Regions from separate parts of the Mus musculus genome. Here regions 2, 3, 4 and 5 are each linked to region 1. Evidence: chromatin contacts called from public Hi-C, capture Hi-C and promoter capture Hi-C data. All regions are on one chromosome and are shown on one strand. The core of a region is the stretch at or near the end of the contact, and the rest is flanking DNA. Distances in the headings are between cores, read along the strand shown. Region 1 holds the start of Rmnd1 (required for meiotic nuclear division 1 homolog). Region 2 overlaps Syne1 (spectrin repeat containing, nuclear envelope 1). Region 3 overlaps Syne1 (spectrin repeat containing, nuclear envelope 1). Region 4 holds the start of Plekhg1 (pleckstrin homology domain containing, family G (with RhoGef domain) member 1). Region 5 overlaps Syne1 (spectrin repeat containing, nuclear envelope 1).

Region 1 (4,470 bases), core at 1,351-3,850:
GTCTACTATAACCCTCCCACTCACTGTGAACCCCTGCATCCTTCCGTACTCCACGGGGCATAACCTCAGTCGTAACTGAACAGGGTTCACCTGATTTAATTTGTGCCTACACTCTTGCAGCTCACTGGAGACAGCCAACTAACCTCCTCCTAGCTCCCTCTCCAGCCAGGGCCACACTGGGTCGTCTACACTGCTCAGGACCATATCTTCAGCAAAGTCTACTGCCCAACCCCTCACACTTTCAGGCCGCCTCCTAGTTTCTCACTCTCAATAATGACCTCAATTCCTCCTCCACTAACAAAACAGAAAGTTCTACAAAATGACTCCTCCGCCACCATCAGCCTGCACTCACTGCTCCTGTACCCGGCGATCAATCCACCCTCTTTAAAACTGTTATTATTTAACCGGCATATGTGTTTGTCTGTATGTATCTGTGCGTTACAAGAATGCCTGGTGCTACCGAGGTCAGAAGAGGGCACTGGATGCCCATCAACTCACTGCCCACTCCCTGAAGCAGCTTTTTATTTGGCTTCTAGAATACCACATTGGCCATTTTCCTTCGGTCTTTTTTTGCTGGTTCCTCATCTATTCAAGAATGTGATACATCAGGACTCAGACTCTGGGCCACTTCTCTTCCCAATCAGTCTCCCGGTGACTTTACCCGACCCCGTGTTTCATACGTCATCAGGATGAGTAGCACATATTTATCTCTAAATCCCTCTGAGCACCAACAATGTAACAAGCTCAAAACTGGGCATCTGAAGGCTTCCACAAACCACAGCCTTCCCTATTCAAGTGCCAGTCACATGCTCACATTTGCCTAAGCCCTAAACCCGGAAGTTGCTTCTGCTTTTCTCTTCAGTCCCTATTACTCGTCTGTCAGTAAATCCACTGGCCTTTTCTGACCAGTACCCACCGCAAACACTTTTGCCACCTGTCCCGAGTTTCTGGTTTTTCCCATGATGATTATAATAGCCATTTACCTGTTTATGATGGTTCACCTTTATCTGACTAGCCTCAGAACCACCATGGAGACTCACCGCTATGTCTGTGACAGACTTTCTGGGATAGGTTAACAGGAGGGAAGACCCCCTGAAATATGGATAGGACTATACCATGGGGATGGGTTGCCGGCTTTCACCACTGGACTTTCTAGTGGAGCAATGCATGGCCCCTGCCTGCTCCCGCCTCCATGCCTAATCTGCCATGCAGGACTCTAGATGAGCAGCAAACCCTTCCTCCCTTCAGCTGCTTCTCCTCAGGCAGCTTGTCACATGAAAGGCAACTGGCACACTGGCTCCCTGCCACTGTTTACAGCCTCCTACAGGTCATTCACAATGGACTACAGCAAAAATTCTGAGACCTTAACTAGAATCCTATCCTTTCCCAGAGTCAAATTTGATGATGGCTTTACATTTACAATAAAAGCCAATGCCCCTAAAACGCCCTTCTGAGCCTTCTGCAACACTGCAGCATTCCCTATAGAATGCCTTTGTTCCAGGCCCTCTGGGCCTTTCCACTCACCTGTCCACAAGCTCTCCTCCTAAGGACTTGACTCCCTCAGTGACTTGGTATAATACATATAACCAACACACATCCATCACATCCACTTTGGATTTTCAAGACTGGATTTCTCTGGATAACCTATAATTTCTCTCTTTGACTGGCCTGGAACTTGCTTTGTACACCAGGCTGGCCTCTGCCTCTGGAGTGACAGGATTAATACTTATAACCAACACTCATCCATTCTCTTGCTATTTTTTACTTTGTCCTCATATTTAGCACCACTTACATACCTTGTATTTTTAGCTTTTTAATTCATGCAATGACTACTCCTTACCGTGTGCAGTATGCTAGCTCTGGAAATGAGCAAATAAGGGATAATATATATTAGTTAGCGACAGTGATATCAGAAAGCAATAAAGGAGATTTTTGCCTCTCTTCAAAAGCAGGTTTCTGTGTTTGTCCCCCTATGCTCAGTGACAGTAGTGTCCTTGGGCACAGAGGCGTCAAGTAAATTTTTAAAATGAAACACAAGGGAGCTGCAGTTTTTGAGCATTATCCTTAAGCATAATATGTCCATGTGCCTAAGGATAGCACTAATTGCACTTAGTGTTTTAAGTTGGGAGTGGGACATGGGTAGGCCTAGGCGTTTGACGGCAGGGCTGGGGGTGGTGGTGGACATAACCAAAATATATTGTACATGAGATGCAGAATACCATCAATGAAAAAAGCGGCTGCATCCAGGTTAGATTCAGCGGGTAAGTGGGGCTGACCTTTGGGAGCACTTCTTCCAGTTCCTAAGTTCAAGGTGATTTCATGCACCTTGGCAGCTACTACTATGCCCTGCTTCCAACTCGGCGGGGTCGGGAGTGTTTGGCTTGAGGTGCTTCGGATTCCCGGCTAAATTCCCAGGCCCTGGCCGAAGCCCACACCTCCTCACCAGCTTCTCCGGCTGGGGAAGCGCGAAGCACTGACCTGTGCGCGGAGAGGACGACCGCGACGCCCACGCGCACGCTCCCGCCGCAGGAACCTCTGCGGAAACACACCCCGCCCCGCCCCGCTGCGGCGCAGGCGCACTGCAAGCCCCAGGCCGGCAAGCTGGGACACGTGACCGTCCGAACACGTGACCGCTCCGCGCCCCCCCCCCCCCCTTCCGCTCGGCGGGCTACCGCCTCCGGTCCTCCAGGGCTTCCGCTCGCGTAGCCGGAAGGCCCTTGCGCCCCATGTTCTGACCCTGGCCAGACCACCAAATAAAGTTTCTGAGTTCAAAAGCGCTTAAAAAAAAAAAAAAAAAAAAAAAAAGCTCCAACGCTTCCTTTCTGGAACCGCGGCCGTTGAACCCCGGGCGACGCCAGTTGAGTGGCTTGTGGTGCCGGTGTGATGGCCGAGTCCCCGGCGTTTCTTTCCGCTAAGGACGAGGGGTGCGTCTCGCTTTTTTTTTCTTGCGCTCTTGGGAGAAAAAACCCATGTTGGGTGAGGAAGCTGTGGGCGGTCGGGAGCGCCGGATCCTCAAGCTGAGAGTTCGAGTCCCACCTCGGTGGGAGAGAGCCGGCTCGCTGTGCTGGCCGGCGTCAGGACCTAGCTAGTTCCGCTGTGTACCTTCTTCCTTTCTGTCCCGAATTGAGACGCTGGGGCAGGAGTATTGCTGCGAGTTAAAGCCAGCTTGAGCTCGTAGTGAGTTCGAGCTCACTGTGGGATACATTAGGAAAAAGCTTGTCTCTAACAAGTGAGAAGGAAAGGCGCTGCGGGGGCCAACAATTAGGACTCATACCTACTGCGGTGTGTATTAATGGTATGGGTCAAACTAATAACTCTATATTTAAAAACGTCCTAATTTTGCGTGTGCGCGCACATGCCATTATTCGCGTTAGAGGTCAGAGGACAGCTCTGGAGCCGATTTTGTTCCTTCACCTCTCAGGAGTTCAACGAGAACTCGGTCGCGGGCAGCAGATTTATCATGTGCCTTTACCCACTGAGCCATCTCACTGGCCCCCAAAATAAACATCATTAGAAGTAGTTCTTGCAATTTTCATCTTTAGAGTTTTCCCCCCTATACACACTTCTCATGAAATTTGTTAGGCACAATCGATTCACCAAAACAGCTAATAGCAAAATGGAACAATTAGTGGGACGTTAGTTTACTTTAAATTTAATTAAAATTATTTAAAACTTACAGATCGTTGACTGCTGGAATTTTCCACTTGCAATGTTTTTAAACTGGTTGAGTGCCCCTGGGAAGGCAAACCTGTGGACAAAGGGGGAATTACAATATGCTACAACGCTGAGAGCAAAGTTATAAGTAAGAGCAGAAATAAGCATTGGCTAAGTAGCCAATCTTCTTGTCTGGCTGGATGGTTGGTTTTCTTTTGACACGGAGCTATTGAATTATGTAGTGAAGGATGACCTGGGACTCCCAATACTCCTGCCATTATACTCTGTGTCATTATAGAGGGAGACACCACTAGGCTCCAAATTCATATTTCAAATACTTTATTTTCAAATGATTTAATTAGTTTTTATGTGTTGGGGGAGTGTGGCACTCACCTGTGACATTACCCAGGAATGGACGTCAGAGGACGACTTGTGTAGGGAGTCCCCTTTGTCCTTCTACCATGTGGGTTCCAGGGATCGAACTCAGGAGGTTGTACTTGGTAGCAGGTGCCCTTCCCTGCTGAGGCCTGTCTCCAGCCCCTGGAATAGTTCCTAGGTGCTTAGGTGTGGCCTACCCTGCCCTGTAACTCTAGCTCTAGGGGATCCAGAGCCTCTGGCCCCAGCAGTCACCTGCACATACCCTACCCAGGGAAATGCAAATCAAAACCACTTTGAGATTTTCATTTCATCTTTCTAAGCCAGTGACCTAGGACCAGAGCCTGTTGAATTGCAAGACCTGTCCTTTTTTGAACTTAACCACATTGCTGAAGTCGTTTCTGATTTAGAAAAAGAAATTGAGTAGATGGAAAAGAAAAT
Region 2 (4,470 bases), core at 1,299-3,798, 800 kb after region 1:
CCAATAGTTTTAAACTAAGGTTTGCACGGCAAAAGCTGGTAACCCAGAGAATTCACTTATAGGCCTAGACCTTTAGGTACAGAATTAACATTACAATACATAGCCACAGACCAAACCTCAAGACTATATGCAATGAAAATATGAACACTAAGGTCTGTGTTTATTAAACAGACTTCCTGGTTTTGTGGGCTAAAGGTCAGCTGTCTTGCTTGTATATAATGAATGTTTCATATGAAAATGGCCATGCAGAACTCTGAAAATATACTTGAAATTTTATTTATTTACTTACTGAGATGGGGTCTTGCTACAGTGCCTGGGCTAGTCTTGACCTCCCGGGCTCAAGCCATTTTCCCTCCCTAGCCCCCAAGTAGAGAAGACTACAGGTACACATTACTGTGCTCAGCACATGTTTCTCTGCAACTCATACTCTCTTATTGCTTAAGTGGCTGCCCCAGTACTAAGGATTCACAACGCCCCTGGGCGTACAGAAGCGAATATATTGAGTGCATTGCATCTCTTGCTCTGTCTTGGCTTCCTCCCTGACCCCTGACCCCATGCGGGCATCAGTTCCTACCTTCACTTGCATGACCATGTTCTGAGCAATATTTATCTCCAGCTCAGTGTGCCTCCTCTTCATGTTCTGGAGTTGTTGGTCAGCATCCTGTAGGTAAATCCAGAGCTCGGCCTTCAGGCTCTTGATCTCCTCCCAGCCCTGAGTTAAGTTCTGTGCTTGGACCAGCCTTTGTTCAATCTGGAGGAAACACAGTTAAATGTTAGTTCATTTTCCGTACCTCATCTCTGTTCAGTGAATCTAACCTCTGGGTTGTCAGTGGGTTGCTGGGAAGAGCCTGGTCCTGTGCTCCCGCTCAGCCAGATCCGAAAGGCACCTCTTTCTTTGTATCAAAGAAAAACAGATTTCCTTTAGGCTTAAGAGTTTCCAACGAATTAAAACATCTAAGAGTTCTCCTGTGTGATTTTTAATCAGTGCTGCAAAGATCCAAGAAATTTTACCAATGTATGAGATCAAAGAGTTCCCCAAGAGCTTTTCCATTTAGGCCAAGCAGTAAATACATCTATTTGACTGGAAAATTGGGATTTGAGTAATTAAGAAAGGCTCACATCTCTTATATATTTGTTTCTTCATCTTTAAAAACATGGTTTAATGTTGTTATCTGCTTTTTTATTTATTTATTTTTTGGAAAGTGAATTATACAGGCCTAGAAATTCTGGCAATCCTCCTGTTTCAACCTCCTTTACCCGGACCCCAGGAGTGGGATTTCAGATTTACCACACTGCTGTACATAGCCCTATCAATGTTTTAGATTGTCTTTAGATCTGCCCTTCTGGTTTTTGGAAGTGTATAATTTGTCTTATTACAACTGTCACCCTTTGGAAGGATTTAAGCAGTAGCCCGTTGGTGGGCCTTATATAAAAAAGCTAGGGCAGTGGACTCTTCAGCGTATTCCTTAAAGAACAGGATGGGAAAGGAGAAAAGAACAACAGAAAGAGGCGCGAGGGACTAGGAAAACCACGAGAGACTGGTAATTAAGGTGGAGGAAGGTGCCAGCGGTGGTGGTTGTACAGACTAAACAATTCAGTGGTGACTCCACTGACTTAGTATCTACCTTCCTTTCTGGGATGGCAAAAATAAAATAAAATAAAATAAATCACATATTGACTTGTTACTGTGGCTTGAAGAGGGTTATAGCAAGAATATCTCCAGAAATATTTTCTTTAAATCTCACAGCTTTGAAGATGGAGAGAAGATAACAAGGCAGACAAAGCAGACAATTAGTTGCAATCATGAACATATATATATATATATTTACCAGCTGCTCTGTTTGCTGAATATCTTTTGCTGTGTTTTTCACTGAGGAGTTTGACAAGTCACACATGGAGCAAAGGAGATCCAAGTAGGTCCTGGCCTGCTCTTGCAAAGCTCTGAAGTGTTTGACCTGAAAAAGAAAAAGAAAAAAAAAAAAGGATTGTCAGGTTGAACAAGAGGGGTGCACTGTTTTGGTGGCGAACTGTGCAGTTGGTAGCCTTTTATTGATATATCAAAAATCATCTTGTTATGTCAGTGTTTTCCACACTGTCCTGAAATATATTTGTGACTCATGGGAGAGAATTCCAAACACACTGTAGGATCTGTTTGTCCGCCATCTGCTTCCCATTATAATTAAAGCTGTCTGCGTGGTCTGGGAAGGGGGCAACGTAAGGCTTGTCTCCAGACTCTCTGGATTTTTCTACCAGCATTCTCATTTAGGAGAAGAAATCGCAGCGCACTTGTCTCTGCTTAGTTATGCTTGTGTATAGCCTGAGACAAGATCACTGTCAGGGTCAGCTGGGGAGCTTCTTCAGAGTGATATGACCAGGGTTCCTTTTGATGCAAAAAGTTCATCACCTGCTCTTCCCTTTTTCAGAGTCCACCAAGAAGGGCTTATGTGAAATTTTTTTTCATTTCTCCATGGAAACACAGACACACAGCTGCTTAGCATTGAGGAAACATATGTTTTAGATACAGTGTATAAAGCACTCCAAATAACACAATCTTGGCTCTCATGGACTGGCACTCTTCTGAGGAAAAACAAGGTAATAGATCAGCAGATGCATGCCTGGCACAAGAAGTAGGAAAGAAAGGTGCTGAGAGTCTAGACGGTGTGGAGAAAGCATTGCTACTGCACAAGCAGCATATCTCCAAGACTGCTCAGAGTGTTAGATCGGAACATATTCAGGAAGTGAGCCATCAAACACGACAAAGGATGGACAGTGGGTGCAAAAGCCAAAGCAGAGGGAACCCTGAGTCGACAGAGACCAAGTCCTGGAGGCTGTCAATCAGTGGTCAAAAGGGTGAACAGAGACCAAGTCATGGAAGCTATCAAAGCTATTAATTGCATCTGTAATAAAAGGCTGGAAGGCAAGGAATGGCTCAGGAAAGCTTACAGTGTAAAGAAAATCCATCATGTGTCCACAGTGTAGTTTTATTCTGCTCTAAGGAGAGATAGAATCGTGTACTGTGATGGGACATAAGTAGAACTGGAAGCAACTATGTTAAATGAAATAAGACAAGCATCCTGGTGTTCTGCTTTCTGCCTCTAGTTAGCATGTCCAGTCTCAGAACCACTGAGATCTGAGGTAAATAGCTCTGTGAGGATAGGTCTGTCTGAAACATTATGGAATGTCCAGTAGTATCCCTGGACTTCAGCATCCCAATGACTGTTAATTGTGGCAACTTACAATGCGTTTAATCACCACTAAATGACCCTGGTGGGGGCAGGGGACTTAAGAAGATGTCCCCCAAGTCCACACCTCAACTTTTCCTTTGTTAGACAAATTATGAAAACAGTCTATTCATGGGCTGTGGCATAAATTTTGGAATTTATTCTAAAAGATGATGGATGGCATTGGATGCCTTGACCAGGCCTTGGCCTGAATGCTATTCTTGAAGGCACATGGAGTAATAGGGAACACAGAGAACTTGCCAGCTTCTCCGGTGGCTATAAGAAGTACAGATCTATTTCCAACCATACAGTGTCTTTGGTATTCATTCAATGTGCAAAGTGTTTCCCATCCAGTGAGTCTTACTAACCATTAACCAGAGTGAAAAGAACCATCTAGTGCCTCATGACCCACAGTAGCCAGTGTGAAACGGATCATTTCACATCCCATGACCCAGGGGAGGGCAGCTGGCCCAGACAGCTCAATTTCTCAAAATGACAAGAAAATAAGCTGTCAAGAATTGAATTATAATCTCAGCACCCAAGAGACAGAGGCAGGTAAGTATCTGTGAGTTTGAGGCCAGCCTGGTCTACAGACTGAATTCCCGGACAGCCAGGGCTACATGGAGTAACCTGGTCTTAAAAAAAAATTAAACTAAATTTAAAAAATAAAAATAAGATTAAAAGTACATGTAATTTAAAGGATAATTATTCATTTTGTGACTAATAGAGTTACCTTAATCCTAACCAATAGAAAAACTTTCAAATGATTATTGCTAGAATTAACTTCAAAGGTAAATCTGCCATACTTTTTCTCAGCTCAATTCCTAATTCCATGCCTCATAAAAATGTGATTCTGATTGGAATACAGCTTGGAGCCACAGTGTAGATGCTGGTCAAAGCTTAGCACTGAGTCTTCCCGTGAGAACTCCTCAGTAACAACAGGGAGCTTTAGCCATATGTCAGTACTAGTCAACTGTGGGGGCCTGTACACTCTGGCAGGAAGACAGTGTCTAACAAGGAGAACATTAACTAGTTGGGACAAAACAAAGAATAAAGAACAGAAAAAGAAAATTTGACCAAACAAAATTTGTTTGCCTCCAGTGTCTCAGATCCAGATGGACTATAGTCTCTAGATCCCTTCTGTGGCTTCTTTCAAGTGGGAGGCAGGCATACAGTGCGGCTGTGGGAGGGTAGTGGTGCTGTGGATGGCCCTGGTACTGTTGTACTTTGATGTTAATCCTGCTTTCCC
Region 3 (4,470 bases), core at 1,477-3,976, 780 kb after region 1:
GATCACATCTCTGCTTGGATCCTGCCTTTTCCCACGTTTGCACTAAAGAAGGCCTATTCAGCTCTTAGGTTATACAACTAAGATCTGAATGCTGGAAGATGCAAAGAAAAGCACAAGTTTTGCAAACAAAAACCTTTGCTTACTTATTCAAAGTAAGACAGGGAGGAAAAGGCTACTTGCAATGTTGAGGGGAGTGTAGTCCCCCCCTCATCACTCAGCCCAGTGCCTGCTGGGACTTACAGCAGTAGAACAATACAAACAGACAACAAACATATACAGACACGTGCATTGGAATATGGAGAAGAAAATGAAAGGGTAGCCACGTATTAAAGGGTAACTCAACCCAAATGTGGGACAACTTGCTGGTAGGTTGAGATAAGGGTCCTACTGGGTTCAAGAAAGATATCAGCACATTAACAGATGAGGAGGAAGGGAAAGACACTTTGTACTGAGGAGATGGTGTATGCAGGGCACAGAAGTTGGGGAGCACGGAATGTGCAGTTGGGGAGATATATGAGGAATATAAAAAACAGGGGTATGTTACTCTGTTAGATTATTTTTAGATATGAAAAGCAATTTTCTTTTCACAGTGAATGTAATATATATAAATATAAGAAAAATATCCATTTGCCTGGGTTTGCAGCCCCATGGAGGGAGCAACATTATCAACAGGCCAGACCCTCCTGAGCTCCTGGGGACTGCACCACCAACCTAAGAATACACATGGAGGGACCCATGGCTCCGGCCACATATGTGGCAGAGGATGGCCTTGTTGGACATCAGTGAGAGGAGTAGCCCTTGGGCCTGAGGAGGTTTGATGCCCCAGCATAGCAAAATGCCAGGGCAGGAAGACAGGAGTGGGTGGGTAGGGGGCACCCTCATAGAGGCAGAGGGAGGAGGGATGGAATGGGGGTTTTTGAAGGGGAGACCTGGAAAGGGGAAACGTTTGAAATGTAAATAAAGAAAAATGTCCAATTTAAAAAAAAAGAAAAAGAAAAATACTCTATTATATCACGTCCAAGGCAGGGTTGTCCAAACTCGTGACACCGTGACACAACTCTCACTGACAAATATGTTCATAGCTACCCTGGGATGTGTGTAGACTGTGGGCTACAGATTGTATATGCCTGAAAGGAAAACTGTAAGATGTCATTGCTAGTACATATGGGCATTTTTAGGAGTTAAGAGCATAATGTGTCTCCTGATTTCCCTCTTTCATTGGACATTTGAACACACGGGTTTTCTTATACTGCATTTGTCGAAGGGTAAACCCAGGCATCTGTGCTTCCTGGTGGAAACACAAGGGCGGGGACCCTCTGGGATGAGTTCCCTCCTGGACTTTGCAGCAGACAAGCAGAGCAGTCTAAGGTTGCTTGCTTGCTTTGGTTAAGGATTCAGTCAAGCCACCCAGCAGTTTGTGTCATGAACACTAATGTCAACCACACATAGAACTGTCTGATCTGGGCTGTGCTATCTCTCTCTAGTACATCCTTTGTCCCTCTTCAATGAGAGAGAGGCCTGTCCTTGTCTGCTGCAGGGTAGAAGCATCCCCCTTCTACTCCAGCAACCTGCTTTCCACTGCTGGGTCTGCTTTCTGAAACTACAATGAAAATCTTCATGACTTTTTTTTTTTTTTCTAAAGCTTACATTATGCTCCACAATGTGCAAAAATATCTTAGAAAAGCATGATCTAACATTGAAATTTTCTTTACAGTTCCATCACACTGCCATCAGTTAGCAGGTCATCGGGCTTGCTGGGTGAGCTTGATGACCCACGTCTGATCCCAGAATCCTACAGTGGGACAGAATGGACTCTCTTCCTGAAGGTTTACTCTGACTGTTACATGCATGTGTGCCTGAACTCTCATCCTCCCTCCCCCTCCCTCCCCCATCTTCTTCCTTCCCTCCTTACTTCCTCTCTCACATACAAAACAAATACATATATACATACATAAGTACATAAATAATAAAATCCTCCTACAGTTATTAATATCATTTTAAATATTTCCTACATTTTGGATTACAGCCCCAGTTAAGGAATCCAGGAAGCAAAATGAACAGGAAATAAAATGCCAGCTTATATTACTGTAATTGCTTTTCAAATGATTTTACTGAATTATCAGCAGGGTTTTTTTTTTTTTTAAGTGGTATTATCTTGACAGTTAAAATTCCCTTTATCTTTTCTGTTCTTACAACTGCATCTTCAGAGTCCTAGAAGTTAGTTGTATTGCCATTGATTACCAGCTGGTTTGTAAAGGAAGTCTGGTCTGTTGGCGTCTAAGCACACACACAGAGCAAACGATCCAGGCGTCTGAGAGGTACAGATGTCTGTGTCTGGGAGGAGTGTGTGTGACTGGGAAGAGGACAGAGATCATAGGGGCTGGAATTCGAGCCATGGAAACATTCCAGGAGGAAACAATATCCAGAACCACCTCGGGGAAAAGGAAAAAGGGAAGTTTATTTAAAAGATAAGTCCTATGGGGAAATACACCCATACAACCTAAATAAAAGCCAGCCTGTATTTTGTGGCAAGATCTGTTAGAAATGTGCATTTAAGTCAACTGTAACTTACTAGAAGGGTGAGATAATTTCCGGAGAGGATGGCCAAAATAAAAAGGAATATTTTTGTCTCCTAAGTTCAGAGGAAATGAAGTAATGTGTCCCTCTGGGGTGTGGATATAGGATCTGCTCTCAGCGCTCTGACCTTCTGAGTAAGCCACATGACTCAGCCCTGGCTGTGGCCTAGAGGAAGCAGGGCCTGCCTGGAGCATCAGCATGTACCTGGAAGTGCTGGATGTTTGCTCCCAGGCAACTGACACAGGAACACTACTGGGCATTCCCATATTACGGGTGAGAAGGCAGAACCCAGAGACAAAGTATTTTGTTCCAAGTCACAGGGTACCAGTTGGTAGAGCTTGTCTTAACCCTCCTCCTTCCAGGGTGTGATGCTTCTAATCTCTCTACGCTCCCCTGTGTCTTTTCCTATGAAAGAATTCCCTGCATCTCCCAAAGAAGGGTCTACAACAAAAGCGGCAACAATAACACACAAATCACAAGTGCCACAGGGGTAGGGAGGAATGCTTTCAGGCTCAGAGAAACACGTTTATAAGGAAAACAGAGTATATGTATGTATATATATATATATATATATATATATATATATATATATATATATATGTTTGTATACAGTCTCATGAACTGTCATCCTTAGCTACTTTTGATCAATCCAGAACAGCAAGTCAGCCTCTCTCTCTTTCTCCCTCTCTCTCTCATATATATGCATATATATATATATGTGTGTGTGTATATATATACACATATATATACATGTATGTATATATATACATATATATGTATACATGTATGTATATGTATGTATGTATGTGTGTATGTAAATATATATATGCACATACATGCCACAGTGCCTAGGGACGGATGAGAGGACAACTTGCAGGAGTCAGTTCTCTCCTTCCGCCATGTAGGACCCGGGAATCAAACTGCAGTCACCACCAGACTTGGCGGTGATTACCTACTGAGTCACCCGGATGGGGCCCGAGCATTCTTCCTATCTGGTATTTTACAAAATTGTCTGTTGGTCTAACCCAGTCAGACTGACTGTTTTTACTCTTAACTTTGTTTTTTTCCCTGAAATTTACCTGGTGCAAGATGTACTGTTCCTGGAGCTGGCTTGCTGAATTCCAGGCGATGTTTCCATGAACCAAGACTTTAGCTTTCTCGATCCATTTCCGAACAGTCTCGAGCATTTCATTGTACTCTTCCATGTGGGATAACGCCTGTAAAAGCCATTCACACTCAGATGGATGTAAATCCTGTCTTGTCAGCGGGATTGAACCCTATTCAGGTCTTTGGATCCAACCATCCCAGAGGCTGGTACTTACAACTGTGATATCAAAAGGGACCCTGGGAAGTCACTTGCCTATAGGGAATCTGTTAAGGATTTCCCAGTGACTTCAGGGTACAAATCCAAGTCCTCCGTGATATGCTTGAGTTATTTCTCTTTTCCTGGCTGTTCATTCTCATCTTACTCTTTTTATCCCTTCTATCCACGTCCCACTGGGTAAAGGAGGGACCAAGGCAGGGACACCATCATGCAAGCTCTCAGCACCCACTGTAAGTCACAACCATTAGCTCCTAAGCTGGGCCCAGTAGGAAAGTGCTGTGCCTGCCTGTTATCCCAGTCCTTGGGAGATGGAGATCAAGGCCCTCACTGGCTATACCTAGTGAGTGTGAGGTCTGCTTAGGCTATATGAAAAAAAGGTAAAGGAAATGCTGGACTACTCATTTTAACTTTAACCTGATGGCAAGATTAATGCTTGGTAGAGTTGCAAAGGCCAATCTATAATCAAAAAAATCAAGATGATGTATATGAGTAGGTATATAACCACTATCTCCACACCACTACCCCAAAAAGTGACAGCCTAGACAGGAAGAAGAGAACTCTAACATTGT
Region 4 (4,470 bases), core at 801-3,300, 690 kb before region 1:
AACCATACACAATATAACATTTGCCATTCATACTTACCTACCGATGAGAGAGGATGATTTATAAAGTAAGTATATTAAGAAAATAGTGAGGGCCATTAATAAGATTAATTGTTATATATATATATATATATATATATATATATATATATATATATATTAGCTGGGCAGTGGTGGCGCATGCCTTTAATCCCAGCACTTGGGAGGCAGAGGCAGGAGGATTTCTGAGTTCAAGTTCAGCCTGTTCTACAGAGTGAGCTCCAGGATAGCCAGGGATACACAGAGAAACCCTGTTTCGAAAAACAATATATATATATATATATATATATTCAATTAACTGTTCTAACAATACAGTGAAATAAAAGGCCTATGTATCCTTACTCTTGGACACTTGGACATCAGGACCATCAATAAGTAAAGTAGGGATCACTGAAACACAAGCACTGTGATACCACGGCAATTGATCTGAAGAGTGAGACAGCTACTAGTGAGTTGTAGTGTATACAGTATATTTGTGCTGGCTTGTTTTATATCAATTTAACATAAGCTAGAGTCATAGGAGAGGAGGGAGTCTCAACTGAGAAAATGCCTCCACAGGATACAGCTTTAGGCAAGCCTGTAGGGCATTTTCTTCATTAGTGATCCATGCAGGAGGGCCTAGCCCATCATGGGAGGGTCACTCCTGGCCTGGTGGTCCTGGGTGCTGTAAGAAAGCAGATTGAGCAAGCTAGTAAGCAGTCCTCCATGGCCTCTGCATTAGCAGGTGACTCCAGGTTTCTGCCCCGCTTGAGTTCCTGCCTTGACTTCCTCCAATGTTGAATAGTGATGTGGACGTGAAAGCCAAGGGTTTCCCTGCCCTCTTGGCTTTTAGTTATGGTGTTTCATCACAGCAGTAGTAACTATATGTTGGACAAAAGAATGACTTGCATACCAGGGGGAAGCAGGCAGGACGGCCAGAGTTCATTATGCTACTCAGAATGTGGACACATTGAAAGGTGAATTGTTTGTTTATTAAAAAAGCAAAACAAGCAAAAAACAAAAAACCCTCTCACCCAGTACCATAAAACTTTATAATATGTGGTGTACTACAGGGAGATGAAGTTCTTAGAATCAAGCAGAGTGCGTGGCTGTGTCTTACTACGCCTGGTGAAACACAGGCATATCTGACACACCTGTTTGAAAGGTGCCAAGTGCTACCAAGAATGTCACCAAAAAGGCACCTGTGATAGAGGTCCTATTTTTTATTGTCCTACCTTATGGGTGCCTTTAAACATCTGGCTGTCGCAAAGGTCTCTGCCTCCTTTTCCACTTTTGCTTTCTCTAATCAAAGGTCATCCAGTATGTTCACTGGGGTGGTGGGGGTGCTGATGCCTGAACCCAGTAAGCACCCTTCTCCCATTTCCTAGTGTTGTGACATCATAAGCTACAGTGTGAAATTCGAGTTTGGATGCAAAGAAACGGTGTTGGATCCGATTTCAGAACACTCTGGGAAGTGGCCATGTCCAAGGCTTAGCTGTACCCCAACAGCCCAGAGAAGAGAAGAAAAAAGAAAGCGATGTGGCTGTTAACACAGTAGCAGGGAGTTTTTTTTTTTTTTTAAAGAAGAGAGAAGAGAGAAAAGAAAAACAAAAAGAAAAAGAGGGAAAGGAAAACGGAAAGAGAAGAAAAGGAGAAAAGAGAAGAAAAGGAAAGAGAAGAGAAGAGAAGAGAAGAGAAGAGAAGAGAAGAGAAAAAAGAAGAGAAGAGAAGAGAAGAGAAGAGAAGAGAAGAGAAGAGAAAAGAAAAGAAAAGAAAAGAAAAGAAAAGAAAAGAAAAGAAAAGAAAAAAGAAAAGAGACAAAAACTTTCCCCCCAGAGGCTGTAATTTGACTGCTGTCTTTGGCAAAGCTCCAGAGAGCAAGCTTAATCTCTTTCTGAGCTGCCTCCTCCTCTCTGCCTCTTTCCTCCCGCAGGGCCCCGTGGAGGCGGGCGGGGACCGCAACCCGCTGCAGCGGACCGAGGAGCGGGGCGGGGCGGGACACGCCGGGAGCAGAGTGGGAAAGAGGAAGTGGAGCCAGGCGAGCTGCAGGGCTCGGGGCCGCCGGAGCCGGCGCTGGAGCGCAGCGCACCGCGGAGCCAGCGCTCGGGAGCCGCCCCTCTCCCGTAAGCTCCGCCGAGACTATTCCAGGGACCAGACAAGGGAAGCCGGGGACCTCGGCCACGCGCCCCGAATCTGCAGGTGGGAAGAGCGGGATCGCAGTGCCTGGCCCTGGGCGGGGGGGGGGGGGGGGGGGGGGGGGGGGGGCGGGGCGGGGGGTGTCTCTGAGCGCTGCTCCTGGGAGGGGACTGATGGGGTCGTTGGCAGTCGACTGATGGGGTCGACTCAGGCAGGACCTGCTAGCCCGGCGCTCCCGCCCCTTGCTGCAGCCACCCGGGTTGCAGTTTGCAGCTCCGCGAAGTTTGCTCAAGCGCGCCGTGTGCCACCCGCGCCCCCAAGTCAAGCGGAACTATCCCCAAATAGGACAGTCTGGACAACACCCCAACAGCGGTGCGGGCGCGATGGCGGGGAGTGCTGTGTGCTCCAGCTAGGAGCAGTCCTGCGTGGGGCAGAAACTCGCGTGGGCGCCCCCAAATCAGCAAGTCAGCGCTTTATAGGAGTGACCCGGGAGTCTAGAAGCTGTGCCCCATCCGTCACCCGGACACACGGTAATACCTAGCTGGCTACGACTGTGTGGACTGTTGGCCAGAGGAAAAGGTTGTTGGGGGGCGGGCAGCAGGCCCCGGGGTGACTGCTAGAGCAGACCCCCTCTTTGTGTCCCCCATGGAGTCTCAGAGCTCTACAGTCCAGGACGCCCAGTGAGGAGAGGGTGGTTGGCTTCCTCAGTTTCACAATGTTCCTGAGAAACAATGATGTAGCTGATTGCTTGGATGTGTTGTATGAAGTTGGTATGTGTAAAGCTGACTGTGTGTGCAACCCTGGAATTTCATTAAGCTCTGGCGGCTCTTGGCGCTCTCTTTGTACCACCTTCAGGTGGCCAGAGCTTACTGCACCTATTTTGACAGCGATTTTATCTTCTCAGGAAACCCAGTCACCTCGGGAGGGTTGTTTTGGGGATTAGGGGCACTCTGGATACAAACTGAATACACATTGGATACAAAACCAGTAGGATGCCTTAAGTCTGGGTCAGATTTAACGTTTAATTGAATTCCAGGCTTAGATTGCGTTAAAACCTGTGGTCAGCCTGTTTGAATTCTCAGTTTCTGGAGTTCGCATACTTTCAAAGAATAGATGAGTTTTGGTTTTTGTTGTTGTTGTTAAACTGATGTTTTTTTTGTTTTTTTTTTTTGTTTTGTTTTGTTTTTAAAGTGTATCCAAGTCTATCGTGTCAGAGATCTAAAACCTCTCAACTTTAGCCTTACACTGTGTGGGACGTGAGGAAAAGCAATCCTGGTAGCTTGTACTTCCTCACTGTTAAAGCAGTGTATATGAACCACATAGTTTTAATTGGTTTTACCCCTTTCAGTCCAGGGTATTTATTTATTCTACAGTAGTTAACACTTCTATACAAAAGTGATGGGCTAGTGTTTGACCCTTTAACATCTTTGAGTCTGGCTTCCTGATTCCTGACTTAGCTTTTTGTCTCTTGGAATTGCACCCCGTCTAAGCCGTTAAAACCGACCAGGAAGAAACTTTCTTTTCCAGAGTTCACTGACCTCCCTGGCTTCCTCCGCAAGTGGGACCCCACCAGTAATCCTTGTGTGACCTTCCTTCCATTTCCCTTGCATGACAGATTCCCCCCAAAGCCTTTTGCAAAGGGATAAAACAGAGAGAGAACGGGAACAGCTGTTTGGTAGTCAAACTGGTGCCCAAATCTGCCTTTCTTTGATAAAATTTGTCTGCGCCTGTCCTTCCCCTGTGATTCCACTTTCCTCAATGCCTTTAGTATAGATGATTGTTAATATATATTAATATATTCTATATAACATAAATACTATAGTATATAAAATATAAATCTATACTATAATGTAAATATAATATAAAATACATGTAAATATATTGGTATATTGTATAAATATATTAAATACAAAAATATGTTATAATATATAATAACAAAATATGTGTAATATATTATATAATATATACATATATTCATTTATACATATATACCTTTTAAACTTTCCATGGGAGATTACAGCTATCATTCAAATGGGTTAAACAGTCACACTGTAACCCATAGAAATTGCCACTCTCATTTTTTCAAAACCAAAGACAACCAGTAGTATTTTACTCTGCTCACTTGTGGTTATGATTTCTTTTTGTGATTTAATTCAACTTTACTAATTTGTATTCTGACTTGAAAAAAAGATGGAAAAATAACTGAGTAGCTGCAGTCTTTGGAGCCTTTAGTAAACTAACAACAGTATCTGATCTATAGCCTGGGTGCTGCAATCCTCTTTGTGTGGCGCTTTCTTCTTTTTACTGCTGGTAGTAGGG
Region 5 (4,470 bases), core at 837-3,336, 670 kb after region 1:
CATCAGGGAAATGCAAATCAAAACAACCCTGAGATTCCACCTCACACCAGTGAGAATGGCTAAGATCAAAAATTCAGGTGACAGCAGATGCTGGCGAGGATGTGGAGAAAGAGGAACACTCCTCCATTGTTGGTGGGATTGCAGGCTTGTACAACCACTCTGGAAATCAGTCTGGCGGTTCCTCAGAAAATTGGACATAGTACTACCGGAGGATCCAGCAATACCCCTCCTGGGCATATATCCAGAAGAAGCCCCAACTGGTAAGAAGGACACATGCTCCACTATGTTCATAGCAGCCTTATTTATAATAGCCAGAAACTGGAAAGAACCCAGATGCCCCTCAACAGAGGAATGGATACAGAAAATGTGGTACATCTACACAATGGAGTACTACTCAGCTATTAAAAAGAATGAATTTATGAAATTCCTAGCCAAATGGATGGACCTGGAGAGCATCATCCTGAGTGAGGTAACACAATCACAAAGGAACTCACACAATATGTACTCACTGATAAGTGGATACTAGCCCAAAACCTAGGATACCCACGATATAAGATACAATTTCCTAAACACATGAAACTCAAGAAAAATGAAGACTGAAGTGTGGACACTAGGCCCCTCCTTAGAAGTGGGAACAAAACACCCATGGAAGGAGTTACAGAAACAAAGTATGGAGCTGAGATGAAAGGATGGACCAGGTAGAGACTGCCATATCCAGGGATCCACCCCATAATCAGCTTCCAAATGCTGACACCATTGCATACACTAGCAAGATTTTACTGAAAGGACCCAGACGTAGCTGTCTCTTGTGAGACTATGCCGGGGCCTAGCAAACACAGAAGTGGATGCTCACAGTCAGCTAATGGATGGATCACAGGGCTCCCAATGGAGGAGCTAGAGAAAGTACCCAAGGAGCTAAAGGGATCTTCAACCCTATAGGTGGAACAACATTATGAACTAACCAGTACCCCTGAGCTCTTGACTCTAGCTGCATATGTATCAAAAGATGGCCTAGTCGGCCATCACTGGAAAGAGAGGCCCATTGGACACGCAGACTTTGTGTGCCCCGGTACAGGGGAACGCCAGGGCCAAAGGGGGGGAGTGGGTGGGTAGGGGAGTGGGGGTGGGTGGGTAAGGGGGACTTTTGGTATAGCATTGGAAATGTAAATGAGCTAAATACCTAATAAAAAATGGAAAAAAAAAAAAAAAAGAATGGCAACTACTGCCGTTCAAGTGTCACTCATGATTTCCTGGCATCCTTTTGACAAATCTTCACAATAGTCATAGAGATGAGTTACAATCACACCCACTCTGAAGAAAAGGAAAACGCTATAGTGGTTTTCAACACAGCCTAATCTGAACTTAGGGCACTTGTTTATTTTGTTTTGTTTTGTTTTTCATTTTTTATGAGCACATATTAATTATATAAGGTCATGAGTTTCCTCATTGTTGATATATTTATAACTGGACTGAAGACAAATTATAGCTAGTGTGGACATGAGAGACAGGTGCTCATTATGGGCAATGTGGATAAATCTCAGTGCCTTCAGGTTCACTGTGCCTATGGTCAACAAAAAGGCCTAAGATGCCTCTTGGAGACTTTCGGCCAATGGCAGCCTGCTTAGATAAACCAAGGCAAATAAAGAGACTCATTCTGGGTTAGCCTTTTCCCCAGCTATAAAATATGAGATATTGATCTTTAAAACCGTCTAGCGTCTACAATTTAAGGAATGGGATCTGCTCTTTGAGTTTCTGGCCGGCTTTCTGTCACATGCTTCAAGGCACTGCATTGGCCATTAATCAGAATGAATCACCTAGACAGCCTTATTAGAGTTTAAATTACTCTGTTAGGGGGTTTTCCTGAAAGATGAAGAGGTGAAAATTGGGAAACTTTTCCAGTTCATGCAAGATAGGACAGAGTCTTAAATAAAACAGAGGAGAAGCACTGGAGGGGGCTGCTCAAGGATCTATAATGATGTGCATCGTGATGAAACAATAGGCAGAAACAGCACAGCTCCTAAGAGGGGATTCTACACTGCACTTACTTTCAACAGAAAAGCCAGCTTTTTCTTCTGCTCCTCCAGATGCATGCTGGCTGCCTTCCACTTCTCTTGGATGTCTGTGAGCTCAGCCTGCAGGGCGGCCTCGGCGCCACTGTCGGCAGAGAGCAGGAGCTGCTTGCCAGCCTCCACTGTCAGGATGTAGCTCCCTTGCTGGCGCAGGAACACCTTCTCTTTGAACTGAAAGGGAACAGATCCTTTTATTTTTTAGTCTTCTCTTTACTGGTTCACCCATTATAATCACATTTAGATAACCTTATGAATTGGCATACATACTTCACATGCTTGTGTCCAGAAAGGACATCTTAAATTAATCAAGTGGAAATGAATGGGAAGTAAAATTTCGACATAATATGAACTCTGCTTGTAAGACAAATGCTCAGAAATCACAGGGTGGCATGGGTGCACACAGTAGGTCTCTCAAAGTGGTCAAAGCTCAATGAGTCTTGAAAGGCATGTAACTGTAATCAGATTAAAATGAGATGAATGTGATCAGAAAAAGGATGTCCTCCTAACCAGGAGCAAGGAGGGATGTGCTGACCTTATAAGATAAAGAGGATTAATTCAGAAAACACAACGGACTTTTCCATGGCTGGAGTATGAAGTGCATGTGGCAGAATGGTGCTGACAGCTTGCAAGGGAGTTTTTGTACATTATTTTATTTTATGCATGTGAATACCTTGTTTTCATGCATCTCTGTACACTGTGTGCATGCAGTGCCTGAAGAGACTACAAAGAGGGTATCAGGTGCCCTGGAACCAATGTTATTGGTGATGGCAGCTGCTGTGTAGGTGCTGGGAATCAAGTGGAATCAAACTCGAGTCCTTCAAAAGAGTGGTCAGTGTTCCTAAGTGCTGACCCCTCTCACAATCACACTTTGTTTTTTCCTTTTCAGACAGTGCATTGGTATGTAACTCATTCTAGTCTTGGACTTGCGATCATCTTGTCTTAACATCCTAAGTACTGGAATTACAGAACTATGCTACCACACCTAGGGATCTGGCTTTCACACCATTAGAGCAGGGGAGTGATGTGTCTGATTATAGCAAAAATATTCACTGGATGGGTAAAAGGTACAATGAAGAAGGCATGCACCGTATATGATGAGACAGGTTAGACTACTGTTTACCAAGGCAGGGACTCCTGATATTCTGGTCGCAGGGATGGGCATTCAAGGTCGACTGAATACAAGAAGTGAGTGGCAATGAGAAAGATAATTGTGGGATAACTCCTGAGATTGTGGATCAATAGATCAGAAAGTGGTTAGAACATTTCTTCTGATTAGGGATCTAAAGTGTGGAGATAGTCTGGTCCAGAGGTCATTGGCTCTATGCACACATATATAAGTCTTAAAGGTGGTTGCACATTTGAATCATAACCTTAGTAACTGAATGTGGACAGAAGATCCCAGTTAGTCCCTTCTCTATTGGGAGTGGGTTGGTTGAGGCCATATGACTTTTCTTGAGGAAACTGGGAGGAAGGAAGAGCCAGATTTGTCCTTTAAAGGAAGAAAGGCTATAAACATATGCAGATAGGCTAACAAGGCTGGGGCGAGTGAGGTTATGTGATTAAATCTCCCTGACCAACACCAGGTTGTCTTTCCATCCAAGCTGGACTGTAAGGAACTGCTCTGGGCCTTGGTGAACAAAGTAGAGGGATCTTTGGCATGGCTTCAAATTGCTCTACTCTCTTCCTTTCCACAGGAGCTTTGTAATGCAATCACTTTGTGCATCTCAGTTGAATATTAAGAATGTCTGTTTTGATTTTCAGACCACTTCAGAGTCCATGTGAAACCCCGAGGCCAAGGTCAAACACAGTGGACCTGCAGAAGAGGCACATGGACCTGTTCTTGCATCTTACCTGAACTTCATCAAAGAGCATCCTCACTTGTTGCAGTGGTACTGGGATGTTCCCGAGACCACTCAGGGGCAGATGAGACACCTCAGCCAACCATTTACGGAGCTTCTCTGCCATTTCCCTATAGCGTTGCCACTGGCGAATCTGGCTGTCAATGATCCCCCTTCTCTGTTGGGCCCTTCGAATCACTCCCTGCCACTGGTTACTGAGGAGCGTCAACTTCAGGCTGAACTCTTCCCTGGTGAAGAAACAATTAGATGGGAGGGGGGTACCAAATTCATAGTCTTGGGTATTGTCATAGGATCAGCCAGTATATATTTTCCATAAATGGTCAAATTAGCCATGGTCTGTTTGCTGAGTTGTAAGTAATTTTTAAAGGTAGATTACCAGTCTATAAATGGTGTATGTTTTCATATCTCAGAACAGAAAAAAATCAAATCTAGGGCGATTATCCTATACTCCTTCCTAAATATCCTAAGTATGTATATGTCTGGCACTGTCTCACAGGCCTGTGACAGTCTTTTGTGTCTTACAACAGGACATCACGTGACAA

What was found. Promoter capture Hi-C pulls out the DNA fragments that hold promoters and counts their contacts. A called contact is a pair of places that touch in the nucleus more often than the background predicts. Capture Hi-C pulls out chosen DNA fragments and counts their contacts.
Region 2: a contact with region 1 is called in a promoter capture Hi-C map of second pharyngeal arch cranial neural crest. The contact joins the enhancer-like site here to the promoter of Rmnd1 in region 1. A contact is called at or near these places in 7 of 39 promoter capture datasets (the C10 cell line, cranial neural crest, embryonic stem cells and 3 more) and 2 of 115 datasets of contacts at active chromatin or transcription factors (astrocytes and large pre-B cells).
Region 3: a promoter capture Hi-C map of the HPC-7 cell line shows a contact between it and region 1. The contact joins the enhancer-like site here to the promoter of Rmnd1 in region 1. A contact is called at or near these places in 10 of 39 promoter capture datasets (the 3T3-L1 cell line, the C10 cell line, the HPC-7 cell line and 6 more), 7 of 115 datasets of contacts at active chromatin or transcription factors (the NIH/3T3 cell line, bone marrow-derived macrophages, embryonic fibroblasts and 3 more) and 3 of 9 other capture datasets (adipose tissue, liver and macrophages).
Region 4: a contact with region 1 is called in a capture Hi-C map of embryonic stem cells, with 3 times the contacts expected there. The contact joins the promoter of Plekhg1 here to the promoter of Rmnd1 in region 1. A contact is called at or near these places in 1 of 39 promoter capture datasets (cranial neural crest), 1 of 115 datasets of contacts at active chromatin or transcription factors (embryonic stem cells) and 1 of 9 other capture datasets (embryonic stem cells).
Region 5: a Hi-C map of uterus shows a contact between it and region 1, with 2.1 times the contacts expected there. The contact joins the enhancer-like site here to the promoter of Rmnd1 in region 1. A contact is called at or near these places in 10 of 39 promoter capture datasets (the 3T3-L1 cell line, 3T3-L1-derived adipocytes, HPC-7-derived erythroid cells and 5 more), 2 of 484 Hi-C or Micro-C datasets (bone marrow-derived macrophages and uterus), 3 of 115 datasets of contacts at active chromatin or transcription factors (acute myeloid leukemia, bone marrow-derived macrophages and fibro-adipogenic progenitors) and 1 of 9 other capture datasets (liver).

The regions. Positions count from the first base shown.
Region 1 is chr10:4,429,788-4,434,257 of GRCm38.p6, forward strand. It overlaps Rmnd1 (required for meiotic nuclear division 1 homolog), which reads right to left and starts at 2,601. Exons shown (of 13, transcript NM_025343.6): 1 at 2,479-2,601. Armt1 (acidic residue methyltransferase 1) reads left to right here and starts at 2,818. Exons shown (of 5, transcript NM_024261.2): 1 at 2,818-2,924. The coding sequence starts at 2,884.
Region 2 is chr10:5,232,738-5,237,207 of GRCm38.p6, forward strand. It overlaps Syne1 (spectrin repeat containing, nuclear envelope 1), which reads right to left. Exons shown (of 146, transcript NM_001347711.1): 74 at 1,830-1,955; 75 at 575-751. Among named protein-coding and RNA genes, the nearest start is that of Gm51757, 92 kb to the right of the region's middle. Within about 2 kb of position 2,549, at least 31 of the 459 cell types and tissues checked have an H3K27ac peak or open chromatin away from gene starts, as enhancers often do. A contact at or near this core is called in second pharyngeal arch cranial neural crest, where this site is marked.
Region 3 is chr10:5,205,800-5,210,269 of GRCm38.p6, forward strand. It overlaps Syne1 (spectrin repeat containing, nuclear envelope 1), which reads right to left. Exons shown (of 146, transcript NM_001347711.1): 86 at 3,657-3,794. Among named protein-coding and RNA genes, the nearest start is that of Gm51757, 120 kb to the right of the region's middle. Within about 2 kb of position 2,727, at least 134 of the 459 cell types and tissues checked have an H3K27ac peak or open chromatin away from gene starts, as enhancers often do. A contact at or near this core is called in the HPC-7 cell line, the NIH/3T3 cell line, adipose tissue and 3 more, where this site is marked.
Region 4 is chr10:3,738,327-3,742,796 of GRCm38.p6, forward strand. Plekhg1 (pleckstrin homology domain containing, family G (with RhoGef domain) member 1) reads left to right here and starts at 2,051. Exons shown (of 17, transcript NM_001159942.1): 1 at 2,051-2,214. All of the region lies in intron 1 of Gm30164 (a long non-coding RNA gene), which reads right to left.
Region 5 is chr10:5,095,440-5,099,909 of GRCm38.p6, forward strand. It overlaps Syne1 (spectrin repeat containing, nuclear envelope 1), which reads right to left. Exons shown (of 146, transcript NM_001347711.1): 124 at 3,921-4,155; 125 at 2,046-2,240. Among named protein-coding and RNA genes, the nearest start is that of Gm51757, 230 kb to the right of the region's middle. Within about 2 kb of position 2,087, at least 17 of the 459 cell types and tissues checked have an H3K27ac peak or open chromatin away from gene starts, as enhancers often do. A contact at or near this core is called in uterus, where this site is marked.